2 separate regions of the Mus musculus genome follow, and region 2 is linked to region 1. The links are chromatin contacts, called in public promoter capture Hi-C maps. All regions are on one chromosome and are shown on one strand. Each heading gives the region's core, a stretch centred on a gene start, on an enhancer-like site or on the middle of the called end of the contact. The rest is flanking DNA. Distances are from core to core; before and after follow the strand shown.

Region 1 (2,614 bases), core at 53-2,552:
ACTACTTTTTAAATGAGGTAGTCGGATCACTAGTTTGCTCGATCTAGGGATAATGAGGTGGGTGGTAAGTGAAAGAAAGTAGGATTGTCACCCAGAAAACTGCCTTTGTACAAACAGCTTGCTTTAGGGAGCCTATAAATAAGTCTGCTACCTTGTGTACCAATTGGTAACTGTGTTCAGATAATTAATTCTCTAAACCCTCCCACGTATTTCTATACTTCATATTTATATGTTTCTATCAGAATGAGCAAAAACATGGCCACAGTATTAAGTCTTCACATAGGCCCACGGCTTTGTTTTCAGGGTAGACCTCTTCTCAGTATACCAAAAAAGCCTATGTAAGCTTGGACCTTCGACAGGTTTATGTTCCTAAAATCCTCTGTAGCATCATAGAAGGAGCCAGCTTTGGGAGTATATCCCATCAGTTTCGCAGCGATAAGGCTTCAGCATTCCTTTTGTGTTAAGCTATGTAAGTCTGTCACTTGCACTAGTATTTTACTGCAGCCTTCAGTCTTACCTGGTACAGAATGAGGGTGCACATTTGAAAGCATGCTCTTTCCTGATGGGAAGTGAAAGGGTGTGCTGTTTTAGATACTCAAAACATTAGGGCTAGGCAGGATGGAGAATAACAGGGTTAAGGCCTTTCTTCAGGCTGATAATCTTTTCCTTAGTACAAACGCCGGTGAAAACCTCCACGGAGCAGATTCTGCCTTTCTCTGCAAACAGCCCCCAACGTCTGCTGCTGGTTCTTGATAGAGTCTACCCGGCAACTTATATTCAAGTGGCTAATATGTGGGGGCTAACAGGAGCGCGGGCAAAATCGTCTTGGAGCTGCCCTAGTGAAGGAGGACCTCCGAGCAAACTCGGAAGTGGCCTCTCTTCCCATGTCCTGTAAAGCTGGTCTAAGGAAATAAAAAGATGCATGTGACGGGTTGTGTGCTCTGTTTGCGTGGACAGGGGCCGCGGGAACCGGGTGAGGGAGTTCGACGGTCAGGTGAAGCGCGACCTGAGGCCCAGGGCCCCGGGATCGGCCTTCCGAGCAAAGTTCAGATTGGGACCTCTGTTGGAAGCGCTGGCGAGCCGGGTTCCTCTCCGAGACCTGGGCGCGCTAAATCGCAGGCTCTGGGTCTGATCTCTCTCATGGACCCCGCCCCTCGCTCCTTAAGCCACACCCCCTCAAGCGGAACACCTCCCTTCCCTTGGCATTCGCCCCGCCCCTTCCGGTCCGCAATCCGGAAGCGTTCTGGAGCTTGCTAGTTCGCTTTCCGGCTTGAGAATGCGTTCTCTGTAGTGTGACTTGGAGCATCTTTTCTAGGAAGTAAACGCGTCCTAATTTGAGACGCGGACTTTCCGGCATTGCTGTAAAAGCTTCCGGCGCTACCTGGCTGTAAATACTCTGTATCTGACGCCGTGTCGCCCACGAAGGCGATCAGGTTTAGAAATATCCAGAGGGATCTTACGGTAACCTACATCAGCCCGCCAAGATGGCGATGCAAGCGGCTAAGAGGGCGAATGTGAGTACCCCGCTTTCTGCGTGACAGGGAAGCGATGTTGTTGCTTGACTGTTGCTGCGTGCCTGGGGAGCGTTTTTTGTCCCTCCGCCCATAGTTGGGGAAGCTTGTTATCAGTTCTGTCAAAGGAGGTTCTGTCCTGGGCTCGTCCTCAGGGGTGTGTTCTTTGAGCGACTTTTCGCCCCACCCCTATTGAGAGCCCCCTGGCATCAGTGACCTCGTAACGCCTAGGACCAGGCGTTAGGCTCTTCTGAGTCCAAAAAGACATACGGAGTAACTATTTGGTTCCTTGCCAGCTGGAGCCTGGGATTTTTCTCGAATGTAGAACTTTGGGAATCCTCTATTAATATTATGTAAGCACCTGCTTTGTCTCTTGTCTTACAAACGGGAAGCAATTCATCAGTTGGGTTTATTCAACACTACTGTGTAAAGGACTAGTCGGGCTTATGTTCTACTGTTGTCAGTGAGTGTTACCAAAACCTTTAAGGAAAAAAAAAAACATCTTTCAGGAAATTAAGAAGTGGTTAAAACTTAGAATCACACCAAAACAAAGACACATAATTGACCATTGGATATCCTGATGAAGATTTTGGGCAACCGCGATTATGTGAATCATTTCAGTGAATGAAAACTTAGTTCCTGTAAAATAAAAAGATGGTAGGAGTTAGGACAAAACTGTAGAGCTGATTCTATGATTTTTCTTATTAATAGAGAAATTGAATTGTTTTAAAGATACCTACAGTGCTTTTTATAGACCAACGAGAGTGAGCCAACATAATGGTAGAGACCTGATATGTAAGATTCCAGAGTAAAACTGGAATGTGGCTCAGTGATTGCCTAGTGGGCGTGAGTCTGGATTTGACTCCCAGCACCTCAAACCATGACAACCAAAAATAAGTAAAGAGGGGAGTGGTTGGTACACCAATAGAAGAAAAAAATGGTTGGATGGACATAGATGGATAAAGTTTACAATAGGAATATATAGTTACCATTTGATCATATCTGTTTTCTTCAAGAAGTGTGGAGCCCCGGGTCATATCCTATGTTGGCTGAGAAGAGTATAGAGCCTTTTCAAATTTTACAGGGGATGATGATGGTGAAGT
Region 2 (2,614 bases), core at 70-2,569, about 13 Mb after region 1:
GTTTGTTTGTTTGACTTTGTTTTGTGATAGGGTCTCACTATGTAGCCGTGGTTGGTCTGGAACTCTTTGTAGACTATACTGGTCTCAAACTTAAGAGATTTAGCTGGTCAGAGAAGGAACATACCTTTAATCCCAGCATTCTTGAGGCAGAGGCAGGTAGAGTTCCACTAAAGCCAGGGCTAAACTGAGAGGCCAGGTCTCAAAAACAAACCACCCAAACCAAACAAAAAACAAATAAACAAAAGCCTGCCTCTGCCTGAGTACTGGGATTAAAGGTGTGGGTCATCTGGCCCTGCTCAGGCCCTTGAAAAGCTTCAAGTTTTTTCCTTTGCTGTGATTCAAGTTAGTTTTTTGGTACTGCTATGGTATCTCAACGTCTGGGCTGGGAGAGGGGTTTTAACTGAGAATTAACAAACCATTAACATCGTATACATAGTATACATAGTAACAAATTGTAGTGTTCGTGTGTTTTTCCAATACTGAATATGTAAGTCAGTCCCACTTGTTCTTTAACAATGTAACTTTGGTGGATACAAATTTACTGCCCAGACTCTGTTCGCATTCAGGCTTCTCAAAGTTGTAGCTACCCTGAAAGACAGAATAAGAGAGACAGCTGGTGGCTGTCCACCACCTCTTACCTTGTCCCTAACACGCCTTTCAATACGACCCTTGCTTAGATAGAAGGCGTACTTAGCATGCAACTGATGCCTAACATCTAGTTGGAAGCCACCAACATAACACGGAGTGGCCGGGTCAGCCTCCGCGGGCTTGTCTCTCAGCAAGCTTTCAGGCTTAGGCATACAGGGTCGTGATGCAGGGTCAGTCTGCGCCACCAAGTCTAGTCTATGTGGCCGGCGCACAGCTCACGGCCCATCCATCCTCCGCTTGCATCTGCGATACGCCTGCCCCGCTAGGGAATACCACCCCCTGAATGGAAAGCCGAGGAAGAATTTTGCTAGTCTTCCAGGTCTGGGTTCAGCCGTTAGGACCTGGAGAGGGGGAAGAGATTGTGTGCCTAGGCGGAGAGGTAGGGGGCGAGAGACTGGCGACCAGGTACATGTGCGCATGCACCAGCCGACTCCCGCCCGCTGCCCATAGGGCCCTGCGGCATGCTGGCAGCCAGGACTGGTGATGTGGTGCGCGTGCGCAGGCCTGCCGCAGGGCGTGTCCGACACGAGGCCCGGCGGGGAGCGCGGGGCGTATGGGCGGGTGGGTGGGCACGCGCTGCGCCCCGCCCCACTGACGCGCCCGGCCCGCGTCCCCCGCCTCCGGCGCCGGGACCCGGGTTGGCCGCCACGGAGTCCCCGCCCCTCCCCCGCGCCTCCCGGCCGGAACCGATCGCGGCTGGTTTGAGCTGGTGCGTCTCCATGACGACGTGCTCGGCGTATAAGTAGCGGCGCGTCGCACCGTCGGGCTTTGTCAGTCCCTGCAGCCGCCACCGCCGGCCGCCCTCAGCCAGCAGCTCGGCGCCACCTCCGGTCGGCGTCTGCGGCGGGCTCGACGAGGCGGCTGACGGGGCGGCGGCGGCGGGCGGACGGACGGACGGACGGGCGCTCCTCGGGGTTTGGCGGCGGCGCCTCCATGGGTCAGGCCAGCCGGGCCACCGTGCTGTGAGGTGAGCGGGACGCGGGAGGGATGTGCGGCCACGTGTCGCGAGGCCCGGACTGCGGCCGCCGGCAGGGGACACGTGGCCCGGGACCGGTGACCTTGCGAGCCGCCGCCCTGAAGGCAGCTGCTCCTGGACCTCGGCTGCAAGCCCTCGGATCCCCCCATGGGAGCCCTCTTCGCGTCAGCCGGACTCAGCGCTCCACTTGCCCGGGTGATGATGGAGGGCAAGCCCGCGGCAGGTGCAGGGGAGCGCGGCCGCGAGCAGCGGTCCTGCAGTTAGTTTCCTGCTGCTTTCTTTAGTTTCACTACGTGTACAGAGCAGAGGCGATGACCCGGAGTGGAAGTTGGTAGACCAAATTTAGTCTGGGAGTCACTGCTAATGAATACCCACCAGCTGTGACTTGGAATTAGAACTCCTTGAATGACTTAGTGGTTTAGGGGAAAACGGGTTCCCGGCTGTCCCGGAAACCCTACTCAGAATCCTCAATAACTGGAAAAAGTGTGGGGGGCAGAGCCTGTCAGGAATGTCTGGGAGAGGACAAAGAATGTAGTGGTTTGTTTTATTCAAACCTAAGATCGGGCAGACTTTGACTGATTGGAATTCTTTTCTGTTTTAATTGGCTTATATCTTCCAGAGTTACCTTCTTGTGCTAATTGTCTGACACGATTTAGCTACTTCCCATACCAAAATGTGTTAGTAACATTTTTCTTTCAGATCTTATCTATTATATTATTTAGGCAAAGCTACAGAAAGGCAAAACAGTATCTCAAAGCTTTTCGTGTTTAAACCGGAAGGTTGCCTGGAAAATACTTAAGACCTAAAATTACAAAGTTACTGCCAAAGCCCATTCATCAGTTGTAAATGATATACAACGAGTTGGCTGGCTCTCTTCTCTAGTCTTAACTTAGGAGAGGTTTAGGCAGCTAACGGAAGTTGACATTGCCAAAAGTCTCGTTAAATTAAGGCTTAACATGTTTAACCATGCATGGATTTGGATTTATGGCA

Evidence for each region. Promoter capture Hi-C pulls out the DNA fragments that hold promoters and counts their contacts.
Region 2: a contact with region 1 is called in a promoter capture Hi-C map of pre-B cells. The contact joins the promoter of Odc1 here to the promoter of Sf3b6 in region 1.

What each region holds. Positions count from the first base shown.
Region 1 is chr12:4,816,306-4,818,919 of GRCm38.p6, forward strand. Sf3b6 (splicing factor 3B, subunit 6) reads left to right here and starts at 1,303. Exons shown (of 4, transcript NM_025323.2): 1 at 1,303-1,514. The coding sequence starts at 1,485. It also overlaps the pseudogene Gm20348.
Region 2 is chr12:17,543,554-17,546,167 of GRCm38.p6, forward strand. It overlaps Odc1 (ornithine decarboxylase, structural 1), which reads left to right and starts at 1,320. Exons shown (of 12, transcript NM_013614.2): 1 at 1,320-1,615. It overlaps Gm22748 (a small nucleolar RNA gene), which reads left to right and starts at 2,593; the gene lies at 2,593-2,614.